Regions from separate parts of the Mus musculus genome. Here all the other regions are linked to region 3. A link is a contact called in public Hi-C data. All regions are on one chromosome and are shown on one strand. The core of a region is the stretch at or near the end of the contact, and the rest is flanking DNA. Distances in the headings are between cores, read along the strand shown. Region 1 has its middle 120 kb from the start of Gm23041. Region 2 overlaps Syt1 (synaptotagmin I). Region 3 holds the start of Syt1 (synaptotagmin I). Region 4 overlaps Syt1 (synaptotagmin I).

Region 1 (2,700 bases), core at 113-2,612, 240 kb before region 3:
TTCCTTTGATAGGATTGTGCTTCTGGACAGGGGTTTACTTGTGTCTGGTATAACAGGATATTCAAACTTAATCTAATGTTAGCATAGTAATTTTCTTATTAATATATAATATTTCATGTTTATTTATTGTATATATAGGAGTATGGGTGTTGTTCACCCCACATGCAGGTGAGATAATAATCTTTGGAAGCTGACTATATTCTTTGTCATATATACTTCAAGGATTGAACTCAGGTCACCAGAGTTAGAGGCAAATGTCTTTATCTGCTATGTCACCTTACTAGCCCATGTTTTTGAAATTATGCACATCAGAGAAACAGCTTTCTTAAGCCAGATTCTACCAACTAAATGGTAATTTTCACTCAGGTCCTATTGTGAGCTATGGGATCCATCTTAGATATCATGGATGATCCAGCTTGCATATAGCATCCCTTTCTCACCTGGAAGACCCTCAGCCATTAGACAAATATATTCTGGAGAAATCCTAGGTATGCAAAAAGCCAAAAGAAGTCTCCAGTAGAAACTCAAGTTTTTCACCTATAAATCTTGCTTTACATGTATGTATGCAATAGTAGTATGCGAACAAAAGAGGGCATGGATTTAAAGAAGAGCATAAAGGGGTACATGGAAGAGTTTAAAGGGAGGAAAGGAAAGGAGAAATGCTGTAATAAAATTATAATTTCAAAAACAAAAATGAAAAGCAATAAAGAAAATGATGTCTGTTAATAAAAAGGAACACAGCCTCCATTTAACAGTGTAGTCCCTTTACTCTAGGTAAGTTTAATAATCTCTCTGCTGGTTACCACCATGTCATAGATGAGAGACTGAGGGCCTCTAGAAAAGCCATTGCCTCCAATTTACACCCAAATAAATGGCAGAGCGCGTGAGTCTAAGTGCAGGACTTGAGTTCTTACTGACATACTGGTTACTCCTCTGATAGCCCAGATTGATCTTTACAGTGAAATTCTCTACAGAAATCCCAGAGAGTATCTCAAGCTTGTCTGTGTTGCATGTCTGGTCATCAGGAAATTAAACGGCCTAAGTGGTTCAGGCCTTGTCACCATGGGGCATGTATGACTGACAGATAACCTTTCAGGGTGATTCATTGCCTCGGAAAGCAGGCTCTGGTATTGTACAGTGTATCAGATAGGAAAAACAGGCTACAAATCGTAAGGCATCAACATTCAAAATGTGCATCCCGGAGGAAAATGGGAAATAAACAAGTCCCTAGGAACACAGAAGTGGAGTATGTATGACTGGGAATATGCCATCCAGTCCTTTGACAAAACAATCATGAGACATTTTAGAAGCTGTGAAAAATTAGTATTTTCGTTGGCAATTAAAAATCAGATATATTGTAGTCTGCTCAATAAAGACAAGCAAAAAAAAAAGTCTTGAAATTGCATTGTAGACAATAAATATTTAAATATCTCTGAGCATAGGTCTAGCTGCTTATTCATATAATATCAACAAATGTGCCACTCTGTTAATTCGATCTTTGTAAGCAATTTTAAAGTCATTGATTTCTACTGCCTCTACTCTCAGTCTGGTTTCTAATTCAATATATTCAGAACTTGCTTATCCTCCTAACTGATACCCACGCCTCCTTCCTATGTTCCAATATTATGGAAATGAGAGGAGTCAGAGTACAGCAGAAATGAATATGAAAATTAAGGCCTGAATTATATATATATATAATGTGTATACACACACACACACAAAGCTTCCATTGAAAAACAATGTTTTCATTTAAAATTTAATACATGTCTCAGTATATGCGTACATTAGTTACTTTTCTATTGCTGCGATAAAATAACATGACCAAATATAACATATGGAGAAATGGCTTTATTTTAGCTTCTAAGATGTGTCATGCTCTCTCTCTCATTCAAATCCAATCCAGCAAAGTACTTCTTTTCTACAGAGGGATGCTTCATAGTACTAGCTAAGGAGCAGGATTTAATCTTTGTCTTCATGATCTTTTGTTTGGTTGTTTTAACTTTTTTATTAATTTTTTTATGAGTTTCATAGCATGCACCCCAGTCCCCTCATCTCCCTACCCCTTCGTATTTGCTCTCTTCCCTTGCAACTCCAAAAGATTAATAATAATAATAATAATAATAATAATAATAATAATAATAATAATGTTAAGACAAAGCATTGAAAACATCTCATCATCAAAGCTGTAGTCTGTCACGGCGTGTTCCATAGTATGCACATTTGTCCATGCATCTTTACTCACAGATGTTTTTGGCAATGAGTCATTGGTCTGGTTCCAGGCCTCTGGCTTCTGCTTCGCTATAAATACTGGGTCTCCACAGGGACTCCTGTCAGGTATCCTGTTGTTGCCCTGTGTCTTGGAGATCCCTGAGCAATGGATCTGTTGGCCTCTTCACACCCTCCAGCAATTCATATATGAGGTAGATTTGTGGCCAATTTAAAGCCCTGGAGGTCCATGATCTTTTAAGTCCTCAGGGGCTGTTGTAAGCACTTTATATCCAAACTCAGACAAGGAAAGAGATGAGTCATGGAGGACTGCACAGAGGGATATTTATGAATGCCTCCTAAAATGGTTATACATCGTTTTCAACTATAGTCACTTTATCACAAGACCTAACCATTTGGCTTCACCCAAAGCTTCATAATCATGGAGAAATACAATCAGATTAAAATTATATAATGGAAGAGATTATACAATGA
Region 2 (2,700 bases), core at 68-2,567, 180 kb after region 3:
TTTGTTTATGTATATAAAAGCTTCCATACACATAGTCACTAATGACCTGGATAATGTCCTGTTTTCTAGCAATATCGGCTTGTTGCTTGTTGTTCCAAGAATACAAACATGAACCAGAAGAATTCTAACCAAATCCCTTAGGATTAGAAAAAAAAAATCTGTGCTAAGAGCATTACTACTCAGCCTTACAACTATGTCCTAGCCATGAGTTTTAGCATTTCCGTCAGATGTGGTGCAAGAGAGAAGGCTGAGAGTGTATCAAATTTTTACAGTTTTGACATGTAAAGATTTGGGCTAGGGCTTCTGCTATGAGTTCCTTGACTTAGATCTAAAGGGATGGCATTTGCATATAACCTCCATGCGAGATTGTATATTGTGCTCTAACTCCGACCCTACATGAGTATCTAACAGGATGCTATAGTAGTGAATGCTTAGGTAAGTATCTACATAAGAACAAAGACTTGACATATGTAAAAAAATAAAGTTTGCACTTAAATGTTTATTGTTGTCATTATTGAAAATAAGTATATTTTAAAAAGCTTTAGAGCTGCTGCTTTGAAATCCCCAGTATAATATGGATGGTTCTCTGCCTGCTTAAATAAAAGGCAAACAAGTGTTCCTGGTGTCTAAAGCATCGATGGTTTGGCTTATTTTGTACGTATTCATAAGCTCTATAAGTTATTGGATAGCTTGCTTTCTGTCTACAGCTACCAACAGCAATTGGGAAGTATCCTTTCCTCTTTGTCAAGCCTACATAGATGAAAACAGCCATAAAACCTCCTCAGTTTTATTGGCTTTGAGTGTATCTAATATTTTATAAAAATATATAAATATACCAAAACAGACATTATTTTTTGAGTTTTAAGCCAAGTCATATAACAAGCAAACCTGAATACAAGAAATTAGCTGAGTGGATTTAGTAGTTTGCTCTGCCTTACTTCTATCAACATGCAGATAAATGGTGAACACTCCACAGTAATAATGCAGCCTGTTTTTGTTTCATTTTCTCTGTGGATTAAAGAGAAGGCATTTATACATGAAAGAGACTGAAATTGCCTACCATAAAAATACTGTACACACCCACATTCAGAGCATGGGTTATGTATAAAACAGTCTTTTGTCCCCTACAGTGGAGCAAGCTTGCCCATTTATCCTTGTGACAGATATGCATATGAAACCAAAGCCCTGTAGAGAGCATAAGCCACCAAAGCTACTTAATCCTTTCACACTATCCCTTAGAGAAGCATGACCCTCTGTGAGTAACACTGTTAAGTGCGCGTAACGTCAAATCTTCTCTTGTATTTTAACAGAGTGCGTTTTTTCCTATCACACTTTCCAGTCCCTTATAAAGTGCTGCGCGTCACTGCAATTTTAACATGCATACACATAGAATCTTGTTTTAGGTTTCACATCAATAAAATGCGGCAGGGTATTAGGACGGTCTACTGAGATTTTACATAAAGTGACTGTGGCTTGAAATCGTATGTTAAGAGTTGGCCAGGTAAATCTAAGTGATTTTTAACATCAACGTAGCTCATAAATTTTACTAGAAAACAGTTGTGTTTCAAGCAGAGATGAAATGAAAGCAGCCCTCGGAGACTAAACAGATGCAGGGAGTGTGGCTCGGAAGGTACAGCTGTCACTTCAGATCTGTTCCACTCAGCACCTCCATGAGCCAGGAGCGGGAGAGGCTGTCACCATGATATTTGCATCGTTCCATTGAGCAGACAAGGATGCTTATGGGGAACCTATTTTTAAATGTTTTGTTGTTTCTTGGTTTTGAACATCCACATTCTGAGAACTAAAACTGATGAGAACTTGGAGTGGAATGTACTTATGCCTTGTACCATTAACATTTCAGTTATGGGCTCCTCGCTTGTCAAACCAAGTCAGAAATTCTTGATTAAATTATTTAGTGCATGAAGGCAGTCCTGATATTGACACTTGGAAAGAAAGGACTTTAAATTCTCATTCTCTGAGACTAAATTGAGTGCAGTATATTTAATATACTAATGTGTACTTCCTTTTATTCTAATATTTTACGGGTTTATATATCTGGATATATGTGCATTTATAGATATAGCCAATGTGCTGTAATAGGATTAGGTGATTTCTAAATCCACTATTAAGGTCTGAAAAATAGAAAAATAGTTATAATATATAGTAGAATTTCTAGCTCCAGGGAAAAATGTAAGATTTCAGGTCAAACTTTCTTACTTTCATTTTTAAAACACTCTATGAGGAGCATAATATTCTAACTTATGTTTTACAGAATGACTATGTAAATTATCCACATCATACTGGTCAAACTCTCAAATTGTTTAAAGTTCTATTTTCTCTTGCACTACATTGTACATACAAAATATTCATGATGATGCCATGTTTTATACTTAGATGGACATATTGCAGGAATCTAAATTAGAAATACTAATAAAGCTAACGTCCTATTTAAGATGGTCTCAAGTAATTTTATGTACTCTTTTTCTTTTAGATTGAAGAAAGGAGATTCCAAAAGGAACAAAAAAACCCAAATACTCCAGACTACCCCAGCAGAACAGTAAGTGCTTTAGTGTCAAAATAATTACATGAGACCTTCTGCACAATTAGATCATCTTTTGCACAAATATTTACCTTCCTAATTTTTAGGATTAGAAAACAGAGTAGCAAGTAAGTGGTGCCTTCTGAAACTCAATTTCGATT
Region 3 (2,700 bases), core at 13-2,512:
TTGTGGCTATTGATCAACTTTACAAAAACTGCTAAGATTTCCAAGCAAAACAAGAGGTTCTGAGGGCACTGAGCAAGGTCAAGCGAGTGGGAAAGAAAAAAAAAAATCTCTGTTAGTGACAAGAAAGCATTTCACCTGTGGAGTAAAAGGCTCCTGCCCTTGGGAGCTAGACTCCACCCCAGGGCCAGCCAGCCTGCCCTCCCGTCCAAGCCTCTCAGCCTCCCTGTTTGGCATCTCTCGGTATTACCAAGCTATAAATTGCCCAGGAGCTTAGAGACAATCAGGTCACGGCTGCTCTCACGAGGGAAAAGCTTCTTACTTCCGAGCAGAAGGGTTCAGCTAGGAAGAGGAGGGAGAAAGCCCTTTAGTCCCCCACCGTGCGGGCGGGCAAGGGGTGAAGAGAGACGGAGACAGGGGGGGGGGGGGCGAGCACAAGCCCAAGAAGGTGGAAAAAGCGTGCCTAGCAAGGTCGCACTTGACCCAAGTCTCCAAACTTATTGGTCGCTGCATGGAAACTCCCTGGGCGCTCGCTCCATTGCCTAGCAGCTGCAGCTGGGTGGAGCCTCGCTCCTCCGCCCCACCTATGGATGGACCTTGCATACAGCTCTGGTCCACCACACCCTTCCTGGGCGGTCTCTAGACATCTAGCTGCCCTGACATTATCGGAGCCTGGCTTCCCACTCGAGTTCAGACGGAATGATGTGACTGGTCTCCCAAAGCAAGAAGGACCACCTCTATCTCAGTAGTCCTGCTTCCCCACAACTCCGCGGTGTCAAATGGCCAAAGACAAACTTCTGCCTCTCTCGCGTCCCAGCTCCCACCTTTTCAACCTAGAACTCACACATATCGAAACTCCTAGGATGCTGTGTAGATCTGGGCATGCTCAGTATCAAGGCAGGTTTTGATTGAAAGTTAAAAAAAAGCTTTGTATTAGGCTTGCTTCTTATCCAGTGCTTATGGCTTACTGAACAGGTTGAGGGCATTCCCGAGTCTACCCACCGGGTCTAGAAAATTATCTTTTAGTGTTTTCTCTTTGGGATCTGGTCTCCTCTTAGTTCACCCCACCCCCGCCACTCTCCTAAACCCCTCTCCTCAGGTCCCTGTCCGCTGTGGGGATGGAGAGACTCTAACAGTACTGGGCTGGGCTCCGTTGCCTGAGAGGAGCCACCTATTATCAGTGCTCTCTGATTGGCTCTTCTGAGCAGCGTACCTTGGTTGGAACCAATCAAGAGCCGGGGCCGGGAGATGATGGGCGGCCGCCTCCTCACTGGAGGGATTCCTGGAGAAGCTGCAGTGTGGGGATGCTCTGACCGAGTTCAGCCCCCAGTGTCTTTCCTCCTCCTCCTCCTGCAGCGACAGCATCCGCAGTTAGCAGTGGGCAACTTGAGGCTGTAACCGGGGCAAGCCCCCAGGGTCCTGCTCACCCAACAGGGGGCTCAGGTCCCCGAAGGGGTGTGTGCAGGGCGGGGGCGGCCAGCTGGGACCAGCTGGTGGCCCTAGAAAACCTCACCCACACCCACACCCACACACCCCTTTTGTGTTGCAGGCTGCCCCTCTGAGAGCGGAGGCAGCGAGAGAGTACTCGTGTGCCTCGCACCGGTCCGCGGTGAGAGCAGCGGGGACCAAGACTCGCACCATCTCCCGGTCGGTCCTCGCTCCAGGTAAGGCAGCCCCACTGGCAGCGCGGCCACCTCGGTGGTACCTTGGTACCTCTGCGCTTCAATCTGTCGAAGAGACGTAGGTACACTTGATTTGTGGCGATGGGAGACCTAGGGAGGGATCCCCCCGTAAGCCTATTGTGAGAAATGCAAGACCACAAGTGCATCTCCGGGGAAAGCACTTTGCACAGGGCTGGTGATTCAGAACCAGGAGTTGATGTTGGGCATCCCCCATCTTCTTGCTTCTTCCATTCTCTCCTCTGTCCTCCACCCCCCAGCCCCCTCTCTCCTCCCCCTCCTCCTATTCTAAGCCAGTACAGCCCCCCACCCCCAACGGGGGGTGGAGGATTGTCTTTCTTACAGGGAAGAAGGGCAGTGAAGAAGAGAAAAAAGATTTCTTTCTGTTGGAGGGAGGATAGATTGCAACCCCGTGTGAAAATATGAGTCCAGGAAGGGATGAAACCACACAGGGAATTAAACTGAATGAGAGTAGACAAGGAGACCAGCTTCTGCTCTCAGAAAGGAAGTGTCAAATTTGAATCCATCTCCTCCTTGCAAGAGGCTACAAATGGAACAAAAATAACCCAACACTCCAACCCACTTTCAACTGCTTAATTGCTGCTGCTCTCCTGTGCCTGCTATCAGAATCTTCTTGTTTGCATCTGTCCTGTGGGGCTGACAGTTTGGGATAGCACCTCAGGGTCACTGTCTGAACTTTGAGGGCTTGTTGAGTTTGTAAAAATTAAAACTAGATCATCACCCTCCCGAGATTTACCCAGGTAGCCTTTATAGTGGGAGGGTAATAACATGGGAAGTTTCAAAACCTTTCCAAGTGACACCAGAATTATCAGGAGACTTGACTTTTACTTTGATCTTGCTAATCTGGTTAGCCTCTGTGGACTGTGGACGTGTTGATGTCCACTTCCCTAACCTTAACCCTTTGGTGAAACACAGGAAGTTTAACTTTTGTGTTAAAACTGCTTTTGTGCATGAGATTTCATTTTTTTTTATCTTTTTAAAGGCTGCCTCCACATGTCACTGT
Region 4 (2,700 bases), core at 24-2,523, 140 kb after region 3:
TTTTTTTTCCATTTTAAACTAACAGTTGTCAGCATCTTGAAGGATATCCACTATCGAGAGAACCTGTCATGAGCAAGAGTCATAATAAAACAGGGGTGGAGGTATAGATATGTGGTACTATGTTTGCCCTGCATGGGTGAGATCCGAGGTTTAGCACATAGGACAAAAATTTAAAAATAAAGTCATAATAAAATTGTTAGCCTGCATTGTTAGAGAAACATTTTTGATAGAACACCATTTTCAGTATCTCCAAATGGATAATGGTCCTGCTTATCAGAATGTAATATTTTAGTGCATGTAATGCATATATGTGCATATATATATATATATATATATATATATATATATATATATATATACTTATGCATGTTTGACTTTTAGATATTGGTGATGCAAATGTATGCTAAAAATAAATGAATGTCTGAGAGTAAAACAGTTACAAACTTGCCTGGTTTTGGTCCCCAAACTGCCAGTTAAATAAAGAAATATCATAAAGATGATGCTAACTTCTGTCATGTATTTCAGCTAATTCTCCTTTCTCTTATATTCTTAACAAATTTCATGATTTGGCTATAATGGGCCTCCGTTTCATGATTATTTAGATGAGAGCTGTAAAATATTAAGCTGTACACAAAATTTGCCATCACTGTTATAGTAACATATATTAACATAAGTCAATGTATGAAGTTTCAATAGTATATTATGCTTAAGATATGTTTTGCTGCTAGCTGAAGGCTAAAGATAATAGAGATTTGATACTGCTATTGGTTTTGAATCGTGCATTAGACTAGCAGGGATTCTTGATAAATACAGGATAAGAAAGGAATGTGGCATGATTCTATTTGTGAGGAGACCCCAGGTCATCTTCCCAATGTTTCTATTTCTAGTTTCTCTAAGCTCCTTTTCTTGTTTTGCTCTGTGACACCATTATAGTGCTACACATATTATTTCTGTGGTTAGATTTAAGGAACTGGAGCAGTCAGGTGTTCAGGAGCATCCAATTTTACAGTTATAAGTAATAAACACAACTGACCCTAAAATCCTTTCCTTTGAAGAGTGACACTAGCTTGGAGAAAAAGAGTGCATGTAATGTCAGACTTTCAAACGCTTGTACAAACCATGATAGTTTACTGTTTGTGAAAAGAAACCCCATGAAGTCATTGGAAAGTATCCAGAAGCCCTAGAGAGGCCCTCAGAGAAAACCTCCTGGCTATGTGATCACAACCAAGCTTTCTGGCAGCCCTCTGAGTCCTAACAAACAGTGAGCCCTTTCCACGAAGGTGCTAATTTTATCTGCCCTACATTCCATTCCAAGTCTTCTCATGCAGGCAAGTGGTGACCACATATGAAGATGACTTACATAAGCATAGAAATTAAAGCAGTATTTACATGTATCATCCAGGGGTTCGCTCCAGAGTTGCTAGTGCAGCAGTAGTGCCAACAGGTAATACCTGTTCGTCTAAACTTGCCAAGGCCAAAGGTTGCCTATAAACCAGAAATGATTTCCTGAATGCCACATAGTTGTAACATACAGTGAGGATAGCAAGAGAACGCAGAAGTGATACTCTCCTCTCGTGATGCCTAGGTGATAAATTTATCTATAGAGAAGCCAGCTGTCTTCCTATGACTGACTGGTAGCAGTTCAGGCCCATTGGTTTGGCTGTTCATGTCATTCGGCTATTAGGAAGGATGAGCAATATTTGTTGCCCTCTTCCGAGTGACCCTGGAATGGCATCCATTCCATTTTGTATATTTCTATGCCTATGTCTTCTGGTATGTTGCTATATGTTGCTTTTTTGAGCACAGAGGGGTATCAGAAATGTTCTATGGTAAGATTAGGAGATAAAGAAAGGTATTGTGAGAAACCTCCAGCTTATCACTTAATAGGGATGATGTATTGGAAGATGAGGAGGACCAGGCGACAAAGTCCTCATTTTCTCCATGATGATGAATGTCAAAATTGATGGTGATATTATCTTGGTTAGTTTCTTTAAAGTCCAGTTATAGGTGGTTAAAATGTGTTTCAGAAACAAGTGAAGTCAATTAATTAATAGTTCCTGACATTTCGTTATTTGGTACATTTTTAGAGCCACCAGGACAGTTCTATAAAGAAAAGAAGTAATTTGCATCCACACAAATGTATCCCTAGCTCCTGGGCGCATTAACATTTCAGCTTGTGAAATTTTTGAGCATTTTCAGCCTGAGATTATTCATGGTTACCTTGTTGGCCATTTTTCAGCAAAAGGGCTGTCGCTACTGACAGCCTGGCAGGAAGCCAAGGGGAACTGGCCTGGGAAGAGATTCAAGCTCCTCCTCCATAGGTGAGGAGAAATCCGGTGACTAAAGATAACTATGATTTAAACTCAACTACAGTTCGCAGGCCTTCTCCAATCTCTCCTGCTCTGCAATGCCGCTGTAATTACTCTGGGCTATGTTGACCTCTCTGCACTTCGTGGCTCATCATTTATGCAGGAAGGCTTGAAATTAAGATGTTCTCTGTAAGGCCATGTGTAAGTTCATTCGTTAGCTCATGAAAACTATTTTCCCAGGAGTGAAAAAAAAATATGTTTTATGTAGTTGTATTTTGGGCATATATATAGTTTCATTATTACTATTAGATTATTTTCTATAGCAGTCTATACGATTTTTAAACATCATGTAGCAGAAATAAACAGCAGAACCTTGGTGTGTTTTGCGGGA

Evidence for each region. A called contact is a pair of places that touch in the nucleus more often than the background predicts.
Region 1: a Hi-C map of the N1E-115 cell line shows a contact between it and region 3, with 3 times the contacts expected there. The contact joins the enhancer-like site here to the promoter of Syt1 in region 3. A contact is called at or near these places in 7 of 39 promoter capture datasets (the 3T3-L1 cell line, 3T3-L1-derived adipocytes, the C10 cell line and 4 more), 4 of 484 Hi-C or Micro-C datasets (the N1E-115 cell line, cerebellar granule neurons and cerebral cortex), 2 of 115 datasets of contacts at active chromatin or transcription factors (embryonic forebrain and neural progenitor cells) and 1 of 9 other capture datasets (adipose tissue).
Region 2: a Hi-C map of the N1E-115 cell line shows a contact between it and region 3, with 6 times the contacts expected there. The contact joins the enhancer-like site here to the promoter of Syt1 in region 3. A contact is called at or near these places in 5 of 39 promoter capture datasets (the 3T3-L1 cell line, 3T3-L1-derived adipocytes, the SN4741 cell line and 2 more), 3 of 484 Hi-C or Micro-C datasets (the N1E-115 cell line, cortical neurons and rod photoreceptor), 1 of 115 datasets of contacts at active chromatin or transcription factors (forebrain) and 2 of 9 other capture datasets (adipose tissue and liver).
Region 4: a Hi-C map of olfactory sensory neurons shows a contact between it and region 3, with 3 times the contacts expected there. The contact joins the enhancer-like site here to the promoter of Syt1 in region 3. A contact is called at or near these places in 5 of 39 promoter capture datasets (the 3T3-L1 cell line, 3T3-L1-derived adipocytes, the SN4741 cell line and 1 more), 5 of 484 Hi-C or Micro-C datasets (the N1E-115 cell line, brain, cerebellar granule neurons and 2 more) and 3 of 9 other capture datasets (adipose tissue, liver and pancreatic islet).

The regions. Positions count from the first base shown.
Region 1 is chr10:109,249,558-109,252,257 of GRCm38.p6, reverse strand. No RefSeq gene overlaps it. Among named protein-coding and RNA genes, the nearest start is that of Gm23041, 120 kb to the left of the region's middle. Within about 2 kb of position 1,362, at least 1 of the 459 cell types and tissues checked has an H3K27ac peak or open chromatin away from gene starts, as enhancers often do. A contact at or near this core is called in the N1E-115 cell line, where this site is marked.
Region 2 is chr10:108,830,963-108,833,662 of GRCm38.p6, reverse strand. It overlaps Syt1 (synaptotagmin I), which reads left to right. Exons shown (of 11, transcript NM_009306.3): 3 at 2,492-2,557. Among named protein-coding and RNA genes, the nearest start is that of Gm5136, 130 kb to the right of the region's middle. Within about 2 kb of position 1,317, at least 14 of the 459 cell types and tissues checked have an H3K27ac peak or open chromatin away from gene starts, as enhancers often do. A contact at or near this core is called in the N1E-115 cell line and rod photoreceptor, where this site is marked.
Region 3 is chr10:109,009,537-109,012,236 of GRCm38.p6, reverse strand. Syt1 (synaptotagmin I) reads left to right here and starts at 1,262. Exons shown (of 11, transcript NM_009306.3): 1 at 1,262-1,661.
Region 4 is chr10:108,866,999-108,869,698 of GRCm38.p6, reverse strand. The region is part of intron 2 of Syt1 (synaptotagmin I); the gene reads left to right. Among named protein-coding and RNA genes, the nearest start is that of Syt1, 140 kb to the left of the region's middle. Within about 2 kb of position 1,273, at least 8 of the 459 cell types and tissues checked have an H3K27ac peak or open chromatin away from gene starts, as enhancers often do. A contact at or near this core is called in cerebellar granule neurons, cerebellum and olfactory sensory neurons, where this site is marked.